Regions from separate parts of the Hordeum vulgare genome. Here region 2 is linked to region 1. The links are chromatin contacts, called in public Hi-C maps. All regions are on one chromosome and are shown on one strand. Each heading gives the region's core, a stretch centred on a gene start, on an enhancer-like site or on the middle of the called end of the contact. The rest is flanking DNA. Distances are from core to core; before and after follow the strand shown. Region 1 holds the start of LOC123443913 (calcium-dependent protein kinase 1). Region 2 holds the start of LOC123443914 (probable protein ABIL1).

The links. A called contact is a pair of places that touch in the nucleus more often than the background predicts.
Region 2: a contact with region 1 is called in a Hi-C map of leaf, with 5 times the contacts expected there. The contact joins the promoter of LOC123443914 here to the promoter of LOC123443913 in region 1. A contact is called at or near these places in 1 of 6 Hi-C or Micro-C datasets (leaf) and 1 of 1 datasets of contacts at active chromatin or transcription factors (embryo).

The regions. Positions count from the first base shown.
Region 1 is chr3H:378,397,761-378,403,649 of MorexV3_pseudomolecules_assembly, reverse strand. LOC123443913 (calcium-dependent protein kinase 1) reads left to right here and starts at 2,455. Exons shown (of 8, transcript XM_045120472.1): 1 at 2,455-3,259; 2 at 3,851-3,994; 3 at 4,073-4,225; 4 at 4,535-4,650; 5 at 4,740-4,907; 6 at 5,210-5,337; 7 at 5,429-5,528. The coding sequence starts at 2,593.
Region 2 is chr3H:378,635,594-378,641,085 of MorexV3_pseudomolecules_assembly, reverse strand. LOC123443914 (probable protein ABIL1) reads left to right here and starts at 3,650. Exons shown (of 9, transcript XM_045120473.1): 1 at 3,650-3,968; 2 at 4,112-4,194; 3 at 4,934-5,084; 4 at 5,163-5,262; 5 at 5,348-5,431. The coding sequence starts at 3,837.

The DNA.
Region 1 (5,889 bases), core at 1,206-3,705:
ATTATAAACAAGGAAATATAATAATAACCACTTTATTATTGCCTCTAGGGTATATTTCCAATAGGTATGGTGGTTATTTTGAGGAAGATATAAGGTGGATTTTGTGCAACAAAGCGTATCATGTCGCGAGGTTTGGATGCACTGGCGAAGTTTGTACCAATCCTTGAGGCGAGAATGGGCAATGCACGGTACCGAAGAGGCTAGCAAATATGAGGATGTGAGATTGGGTATGTCCATGGTGTCACATTAGTCATAAATAACTCATATACTTATTGCAAATTTTTATTAGTTTTATCACAAATCAAAGTACTACTCGCATGCCTTGAGGGAGAGGGTTGGGAGGAATTAACCATCACACGACTCTGACTTGAAACAACACTAGGATTTCAACAAGGAATAGAAATGCTCACACATAATAACCATGCCCTTTTAATTTTTAGATGAACAAGAAGTTTAACACCTCTTAATAAAGACACTTCTACGAAACAACAATGATGCACCCACACCCTTTCACATTACCGCATCAATATCATTAACCCACAATTTTTCTTTAATGTGCTACATGAAGGTTTTCATTATCACTCCTTGAATACCTATTATTTTTTGAGTAGTCTTATAACCCATGCAAATTACCGTCACTATTTATGAACTCTCAAACAAATATAAGTGAAGAACGAGAGTTTAATTCTTCATGTTATTTATAGAAAACCATTATTTATAGAATGCTCTTTATCATTTGAAGTTGGATGCCTCTTTCTCTACATATCGTTGTTTAGTAGAAAGAATTAAATTCTCGTGTTTGAGAGTTTAATTATTTCTACTAAACAACGGTTTTCTTGTGCTTCACTTATATCATTTGAAGTTGAATGTCTGTTTCTCTACATATAGAATGCTCTTTTGCTTCACTTATATTTATTAGAGCATGTCCAGGTCTTTTTGTTTAGTAGAAAGCTTTTTGTGTAACGCAAGAGAAAGATTTTCCATAGGCAATTGAATATAACATGATAGATACTTATCACATGCAATAAGGGACAGACATACGCTAACACACTTTTCGTACTTGGATCATATGCACTTATGATTGGACCTCTAGAAAGCATCGACAACTACTAGAAATCATTAAGGTAAACTCAACCATAGCGTTAAACATCAAGTCCTCTTTACTCCGGTACACACATAACTCCCTTACTCGGGTGTAAGCTTTTGTCACTCTAGCCACTCGCTATAAGTGAATCATGAACATATTGCAAAACCTCCAGCGTTAATCCTTCACGTGTGCACCTTACGGAAGGCACCTTAGGGCAACACCATATCAACACACAACTCATATCAATAACATCATATCACAATTAATCTGTAGGACAAAAGAAATCTACTCAAACATCTTAGGATAGCCACACATCATTGGATAATAAATTAATAATATATAGCATTAAGCACCATGTTCAAGTAAAGATTACAGTGGGGAAGAGAAGTTTTATACCGCTGCATAGAGGAGGAGAGAGTTGGTGGCGACGGCGATAAAGTTGTTGGTGTAGCTCGCCGTCACGATGGTTGCCCCGACGTCGCTCCGGAGCCACCGGGAGAGAGGGGGAGATAGCCCCCAACCTTCTTCCTCTTCCTTGGCCTCCTCCCTGGGTGCGAGGTTTTTTTCCTCTCGTCCATGGCCGCCATGGCACCCGGAGGGCAGCAGCCCCCCCGGGATTGGATCTCTCTCTCTCTTTCTCTTCTATTTTCGTGACCTGTTTTCTCGCCCTTCACCGTTTCTTAAATATCCGGAGATCCGTAACTTCAATTGGGCTGAAATTTTAAAGGGATTTTTATCAAGAAATTATCTTTCTTGCAGCCAAAGGAGAGATTCAACCGACTTAAGGGCTATCCACAAGCTATGAGGGCGAGACCCTACCCCCTCTTAGTCATTCACGATGGATGGTGCGTTAACAAGCGAAATTCAGTAGGAGCTGGGGGGTGGGGGTGGGGTCTTCAGAGGTGCCCGACGTTGGTCGATACACAGTGTTGTTCTTAGCACGGTAGACACTTTTTCTTTGTAGTTTGTTTGGTCATCGGTGGTTGTATCTAGTCTTATCTAGATGTGGTGTTCATGTTATACTGGTTATTCACAGTGAGTGATAATATTCATGTTATACCTTTACTAAAAAAAGGTATGGTACATCTATGTGTAATTTCAAAAAACGAGATTAATACTTTAAACGTCATATTTAACAATCGCAAAGCAACCTTAGTAACTTCATCACCATAGATACCCTAGTTGTTGGGAGGGGCAGATCATGTTAAGACTTTCGAAGAGGAGTCGACTAAACTTGTGTCACAAGATCAACACAGTGAATCCGAAAGAAAAACACAGTGATTTCACCGGCTCACGGACGGACAACCTCCCCGCCACAACCCGGCAACTCGCTTCCCTTCCGCACCCACCCGATCGATTCCCCCACCCCAACACCGCAGCGCAGATCACGCGGTCTCCACGGTCGTCTCTCCCCCAAAACTCCCACGCTAGCACCGCTGCTGCTTCAAACCCCGAGCGAGCCCCCTATCGCCTCGATCTCCCTTCGTCAAACCCATTCGCACACAATGGGCAACCGCACCTCGCGCCACCGCCGCGCCGCCGCCGACCAGCCGGCCGCGGCCCCTCCGCCGACGGCCCAGCCCAAACCCCAGCCGCAGCCGAAGCCGAAGCCACAGACGGCGCCGGCCCCGGCCCCGACGCCGGAAGCGGGACAGGTAGCCATGGGCCGCGTTCTGGGACGTCCGATGGAGGACGTGCGCGCGACCTACACCTTCGGCCGCGAGCTCGGCCGGGGGCAGTTCGGGGTCACCTACCTCGTCACGCACAAGGCTACGGGCCAGCGCTTCGCCTGCAAGTCCATCGCCACGCGGAAGCTCGTCCACCGCGATGACATCGAGGATGTGCAGCGCGAGGTGCAGATCATGCACCACCTCACGGGTCACCGCAACATCGTCGAGCTCCGCGGCGCCTACGAGGACCGCCACTCGGTCAACCTCATCATGGAGCTGTGTGAGGGAGGGGAGCTATTCGACCGCATCATCGCGCGGGGGCACTACTCCGAGCGAGCCGCCGCCTTGCTCTGCCGCGAGATGGTCTCCGTTGTGCATAGCTGCCACTCCATGGGGGTTTTCCACCGGGATCTCAAGCCCGAGAACTTTTTGTTTCTGAATAACAAGGAGGACTCGCCGCTCAAGGCCACTGACTTCGGCCTCTCCGTCTTCTTCAAACACGGTGAGCGCTTCATTTGACTCAGTCGGGTATGGATTGAATTGTGAGAGATTCTTCCCGTCTTCGACTTGATGTGGATTTTGGTTTGACTTTTAACCGATTCCCGTGGATCGAGAGGTTTGAAGTTGGGAGGTGCTAAAATTAGAGCTAGATACGAGACAGCAATTGGCTTATGCTTATGTCATACTTAGATCTTGTAGATGTTATAGCTTTGATTCTTGTTGTGTGCTGTTGTTGGTATGGGGATGTAGTGATCCACCATCTACTCTTAGTTCTTTGGGGACAGCTCTGGCTTGGTGCACAAGGTGATAATGAAATGACATTATAGATTTGCATTATTTACATCTGTGCACAATGTTGTTCCTATCATTGATAGTTGAGGGAAAAAAGGATGGCATATATACCCTGCAAAACATGCGTGCACATGTACCAGAAATGACACCTAAATTTTTCCGACGAAACCAGATGCTTCACATGCAAACTGTTGTTGCCGTGCTCTTTATCACTAGAAAGTACAAAATAGAGCTGGCTTTTAATTTTCTTTGTATTCACGGCATGTTTAAAATGAGCTAAGGCCTACTATGAATCTTACAGGGGAGCAGTTTAAGGATCTTGTTGGAAGTGCGTATTATGTTGCTCCTGAGGTTCTGAAGCGGCACTATGGAGCAGAAGCTGACATATGGAGTGCTGGGATTATTCTGTACATCCTTCTGTCTGGTGTTCCTCCTTTTTGGGCAGGTGATGTGTGCCAATTCTCATCCGAGTTAGATTTTCTGCTTTTTATTTATCCATTAACACACATGTTCTATTTTCCAGACAATGAGGATGGCATATTTGAGGCTGTCTTGCTTGGTCACATAGATTTCTCATCTGACCCTTGGCCTTCAATATCTAATGGTGCAAAAGATTTGGTGAAGAAGATGTTGCGGCAAGACCCCAAAGAGCGCTTGACTGCTGCGGAGATTTTGAGTAATTATCAACTGCTCTTTCTGTTATCATGTGACTGCACACACATTTCATAGCATGTCATTCTTATTTGTAAAGAGATGTGCACTCGCCTAGTAGATTATTAGCAGATCAAAATCAGTCATTTGTCCCAGTGTATTCCATCTGTATTTTTTTATACAAAGCACTGCTAATAATGTTATTAGTAATTCAGAAGTAGATTACTGAGTTTATTCTCGTTGTTGAAGACCTGTCATCTTTCTTTAGGGACTAAGTATTCATTTATGTGCTGTTTGGAAATATAATTTCTGACCTAATACTTTACACATTCAGATCACCCATGGATCAGGGAAGATGGAGAGGCTCCAGATAAGCCACTTGACATTACTGTTATCAGTAGAATGAAGCAGTTCAGGGCGATGAACAAGCTTAAGAAAGTTGCATTGAAGGTTATTGAAGACTTAATAATATTTACCTTTCCTGCTGGCATTGAGTTTCATTAGCAACTAAATCTACTATTTTCCTCCATTATAACCAGATCGTTGCAGAGAACTTGTCTGAGGAAGAGATTACAGGCTTGAAAGAAATGTTCAGATCCCTGGACACTGATAACAGTGGGACAATTACTCTTGAAGAGCTAAGATCTGGTTTACCAAAACTTGGCACCAAAATTTCTGAATCAGAAATTACACAGTTAATGGAGGCGGTATGTTTGTACTCCACAGGCATATACTATTGTTTTTTACATGCTACATTCTCCCATACCATATGAGTTTCCTAGAACCTACCTTACTTCAAAAGAAAAAGAAAATAGGCCACTTGCAACTTCGCATAGTTTTCTTGACGATGATGTATCAATGTAGACCACAAAATATCATTGTGTGCTCATTTGGTAGGAAGAGTTTGATGGTAGCATGTTTAAAAGTGCTTTGCAACTGTTTCCAACTTCCCTTAGTTCTAGCATAAGCCATTTTGTGTCCTTATTCTTTTTCCTTTATGACAAAACAGGCTGATGTTGATGGAAATGGGACCATTGATTATTCTGAGTTCGTATCAGCGACAATGCACATGAATAGATTGGAGAAGGAAGACCACATACTTAAAGCATTTGAATATTTTGATAAGGACCACAGCGGGTAATTGAACTTAACTTGAATGCCATATTCTATTATTTTGAGTTCTGACTGTTTGCATTGTTTTTCTAATTGCTGAAATCTGTGTGTGCAGATACATAACAGTAGATGAGCTGGAAGAAGCTCTGAAGAAGTATGACATGGGGGATGATAAAACAATTAAAGATATCATTGCTGAAGTAGATACAGATCATGTAAGTCTATGTTACAAACATCAAAATGATTGCACATAAAATCCACTTGTTCATATGTGTGCCATGTGCACATGTCGACTTCTTTCATGATGCTGTCATCTCTTTTGTTTTGCTTTTGCTAGGAGTTACTCATCTATCTATATTAGTGATGTATATAAACACATTGAACTAAATTCATGTAGATAAATCATAAATATAAATAAGAATGTGCACAATGTATCTTGACCAGTTTGTTAACTGATTCTATGACTCCATCCGTAAACTTGTATCATCACTACTTCTGCTTCACAAGCCGGCATGGAGAATGACAATCATTACTGACCCTATTTTACATTTTCGGAGCTACAACTTGAGTTAACAA
Region 2 (5,492 bases), core at 2,401-4,900, 240 kb before region 1:
ACATATTTGAAATCGTGAACAAAATACTATTACAAATTTTCGAGCATTTTCTGAAATCAATAATATTTTATTAATTCATTAATAAAATTATTAATTCATGAACATTTCATGCTATTTACAAACATTTTTAAAAAATGTGAACATTTGGAAACATTTTTTATGAATTGGCAAACATTTCTGGAATCGACGAACATTTGTTTACAAAATTGGTGGAATAATTTATGAAATTCACGAACATTTGGTGATTTTATGAACATTTTTTTATTTAATGAACATCTTTGGAAATGCATGATCATTTTTTGAATTGGCGAACATTTTATGATTGAGTAAAATATTTTGTAAGTCATGAACAGTTTTTAAAAAATTAGGATATTTTTGCAGCCATGAATTTTTTTTGGCTTGGCGTAATTTGGTTCAATTTTATTAACATTTCTTAATACACGAGTTTTAAAAAATGATGAACACTTTTAATTTCTCAAACATTTATTTTCCAAATTCAGAATATATTTTTAATAAACAATCATTTTATTTGTGAGGAGAGTATTTTTCTAATCCACTAACATTTTTTATTGACTATTTTTTTTAAATCCCAAATTATTTAAAGTAAAACACGAAAATGGAAAATAAGATAAAATAAAAAATGAAATTTCAAAATTAGGCCGTTCGGACATGGATTGGCCCAAACCGGAAGTGATGTATCTGCTTCCAGCGTGCAAAGCACAATATAGAAGGTCCTTACATGGACCGGCCCAGTCATGGAATTTTCCTGTAAAATGATTTTGTGATTTATAGGAGGCACTGATGGATAATATTTTATATTTTTTGAGGCAATTTACATGACGTACCCTAAGTAATAATATATGTATTAAATATAGGAGTAACCCATTTTTAGTAGGTATATATTAGGTATAAGTATATATACTTCAAAAAAATATATAACTATTTCTCCTTCTAATACTCCTTCGGTCATAAATATATATTTTTTAAACATTTTAATATAGACTATATGCAGATCAAAATGAGCAAATGACTACGTACGTTGGCAAGGCACATGCCTAGCCGTCGTCCAAAAAAGCCTAGGGCTCCACCGCCTCCCGCCAGCGTCGTCGTTGGTCTGCCTCGTCTTTGATGGCCTTAGGGCCATGGAGGCAGAGTGGATCTCGACCCTTGTCGGTGGGTGGGCTCCGTTTTTAGATCTTTCATCAAGATTTGTTAGGGTTTGTATTTTGCTCAGGAAGGCGAGACGATGGCAGCTTCCTAAAGATGGAATAAAGGTCTTCCCGCCTAGCCCTCGTTCCGGTGATGCGTCTAGCATCTCGATGAGCGGGTGAAAACGTGTCTCTGGTGGATCTGTCTTTGATGTCTTTGCTTGGGTCTGTTTGTCGTTTGTATTTGTTTGTGGGTTTTTAGGTTGGATAATTACGATCTACATATCTACGACGGTTGTTGTTTTGGTGTGTTGGTCTTATAGGGTCTTAGCACGACGACTTCCTGACTGTTCATTACAATAACGTTTGACAGACTCCAATAAGAAAGGGGCGATGACTCGCTTCAGTGTTTGTAGTTGTCGCTAGGTGATCTTCAGATCTGAATGTAATTTTTATTATTTGTAGTTTTCATTGTACTATCATGATTGAAGATGATAGATTGATACTTTTTCTTGTATTTCTTTATGAGTAAATGACTTTATCTCAAGCATCTCAAGGCCATCATAATTTGGTACGCACAAATTTGCAATGTACAACGACAACCGAAAGGTACCAACGCACCAACCACACCAAACATCTTGGCAACCAAACAGCAACAGTCAAGTGCAAGGACGAGAGGCCATCGTGAAACGTCCAAAAAACGGAACAGCGACAGAGGAGACAAACTCACTTTTCTTTTTGTCAATCATCATCGGTAATACTACCTTGGTCTCAAAATAACTATCCTACGCTTAATACAATTTTATACTAGAGAGAGTATAAAGTTGAGACAGTTATTTTGAAACGAAGGGAGTAATAAGAAAAATAAAAAGTACTCTCTTCGTAAAAAATATAAAAATGTTTAGAGCATCTCCAACAGGCGCGCTTCGACCGACGCCCAAAATACGGATTTACAACGCGCGATTATTATTTTTAGGGCGCAGACGAGCGTCGGCTCCAGCGGTCGCAGCATACTTAGCGCGCCCGCGGCGCTTCAGCATCCGCTGCAAATAACACTTAAAACTTGTCCAACACGTTATATATAGTTCATTGTTGTCGTCGCACCAACATGATAAAACATATACTCACGCGTTCCTAAATATGAGACCTTTTAGAGATTTCACTATATACCACATACGGATGTATGTAGTTATATTTTAAAGTGTAGGTTCACTCATTTTACTCCGCATGTAATCTATAGTCAAATCTTTAAAAGGTCTTATATTTCGGAACGGAGGGAGTAGATAATATAGATAATATATTACATATAGATAATAAAACTAGTTCAACACATAGATAATGTAAACTAGTCCAACATATAGATAATAAAACTAGCATATATAGATAAAACTACTTCAAGTTGTCACTGTGGATGCTGTCCAAGGTAGATAGCCATGCGTCCTCCCAACGTTCATCGTCAGAAGTGAAGATGGACGTCCCACAGTTGTTGACGGCCACACACTGCGATATAGCGAGTAACTTGCGCCGACGCCTGTCCTGCCGCTCCTCGCGACGCGTTGCCGTCCTCTCCGCCCAGAAGGCGTTCTCGGCGGCGACGTCCTTCGGGTCACGCCGGCGCCACTCCGCCATGGCTCGCTCGTCCTCCTCGGTGACGAGCAGGCGCTGCTGCTGCTGACGGTGCTCTGCACGGTCTTGCTCCGTGATCAGACGAGGGGGAGGGGCGAGGTCCTGCGCCTGCTCGCGCGTGTAGATGTCATGGAAATTCATCTACGCGCGAGGCGTTCCTAGTTGCCACGCCGCCGCGTCGTGCGCGGTCTCGAACGTGCCGAGGCCGACGCGGACGTCGCCGGACCGGATCTCGGCATAGTAGGTGCCGGTGGGGCGCTCGCGGACGCCGCGGTAGTTCGAGGATGCACGGCGGCACAGAGGCATGGTGACAGAGGGAGCGGCGAGGGAGAGGCAGAGGAAGAGGCAAGGGAGAGGCGAGGAAGCGACGAGGGAGAGGCGTGTGGCTATGGGCAGCCGCGTGACGGGCGCGGCATTTTATAGCGTCTGAAAGCGGTGCGCCAAATCTGACGCGCGACCGCCCGCTTTCTCCCGCGCACAATAGTTTTACGCGCGCGTTTTTTTACCGCGTTCGCTGGAGCGCGATTTCGTCCCGCGCGCGTTAAAAATCATGTTTAATCCGTGCGCACGTTTTTTAGGTCACTGTTGAAGATGCTTTTAAATCACTAATTTAGTGTTTAAAAAGCTTTTATATTTCGGGAGTACTAGATTATTTAGACTTCCCGCGAAGGAAAAAAAGAGGCTGACAAAGCTTGCACTCGATTCCGCTAATCTGCTGCCGTCATTTGGCAAGTGCGCGGGTGGGTGCTGCGCACATTGACTAGAAGTAAAGCGACTAGCAACCAACACGACCCCGTCCGCCGTCGCCATCCGCGCCCACCCTCACCTCCTCGCTCGCTGCCCCACTTCACCACCTGCCTCCACTCCCGCACGCGGCACGCAGCCGGAGCCGGAGCCGGACAGCAGCTACCTCCTCCAATACGCGAGCTGCTGCTGCACCCGCCAGGCGGGACAGCAGACGCGAATCGCATTCGCTACCTTGCTTCCTGCTGACGTGCCTTGGCCTCCCCGCTTCCCACTCCGCTCCGCTGCCACCGACGACAGGAGCGAGCAGAGGACGCGATGCAGCAGCAGCAGCAGCAGCTGCAGGCGCCGCCCTCGTGGGTGGCCGGGTCCGACGCCGCCCGCCCTGCTCCCGCCACCTTCGACGAGGCGTCCATGGAGCGGAGCAAGAGCTTCGTCAAGGCGCTCCAGGTACGCCGCCGGCCAGGATCCGGGAGATCCCGCTGCTACCCAACCTGGCTTTCGCCTCAATCGCCGTGCCGATAGATCCGCGTTTTCCGCTTCTTTTTGGTATACTTATATATTGGAGTGACTTGCGTCTGCGGCGCGTGCAGGAGCTCAAGAACCTGCGCCCGCAGCTCTACTCCGCCGCGGAGTACTGCGAGAAGTCGTACCTCCACAGCGAGCAGAAGCATATGTGAGCCATTCTCGTCTCCACTGCGATTCCCAGTTCTAGCACTCAATTCTGTAGCAACTCGGTCGCAATTTCTGGGGTAACAACAACTTTGCATGTGTGGCAATCATTGTTTACTTGATGTTGCTGCCCGATGTTTAAACCAAACTTTCTGCCTGACTTCTATTTTGGTGTTGTGATTCTACCAATGATGGGCAATGGCTTTATATGAAGCATTGATTGGTTCAGTAGTATGCTAGTAGCATATTTGCACCCATCTACCCATGAGGCAGGAGCTGACAAAATAAAGGGCAATTGATTGAGAAACACTCTCCAGGTGCGGAGGCTTAAATGCTGAGACACCACTAGAGAATTAATCATGGGTACTGAAGGCTGTAGGAATTTTCGATTTCTTTGCACAACTGTTCATAATTCAGATTTGCTATCTTACGGTCGCTTGAGAAATAGTTATTCCAAATTGTGCAACTTCGCGATTCTCATTGGATAAAGAATAAACACTCAGAATCGTCCACCTAGAAGTAAGAACTTCTTGGTTGACTTAGAAATAGAGGCTACCTTGTTAATTTTTGTTGAATGGATGCGTCCATCTTCTGCATCTGATTGCACTGCAAATGGAACCAAGGATTCGTAAATATGGAAGAACAAAATGACGCATCAAGTTTCTGCTAGGTGATCACTGTGCAGATGTGCAACATGCAGTGAGAGGTTGCCTGATCATTTTTCCCATGTTTCTTGTTATCAGCGTGCTGGACAACTTGAAGGATTATGCTGTCAGGGCCCTGGTTAACGCGGTCGACCACCTTGGCACAGTTGCCTACAAATTGACGGACCTGTATGAACAACAGGTTTCAGAGGTCTCAACTGTTGAGCTGAAAGTAGCATCCTTGAACCAGGTACTGACTATTTGAGCACGAGAATTTGTGCTGATAGAGCTGCAGGATTTACGAGTGACACTTACTTTCCATGTTCAGCAAGTCCTGACTTGCCAAACTTACACCGATAAAGAAGGCCTTAGGCAGCAGCAGATGATTGGAAACGCTACAAGACACCACAAACATTACATCGTACCAAGTAAGGACGTGTGATACAAACATGTAATTCTCAGCCCAAGAAACGATTATCATCCAATTTAACTTGTTAAATTTTTCTTAACTAGCTGCGGGAAACAAAAGAATGCAAGCCTTTTCTGAGATGCAAACAGACGCCGAGTTTGACTTAAAGCCTAAACCTTATCCCTCAGGTGCCTTTTCTTGCTTCTGTGCACACATGTGGAATTTTGATGCCAAGTATTTCGTGTACTA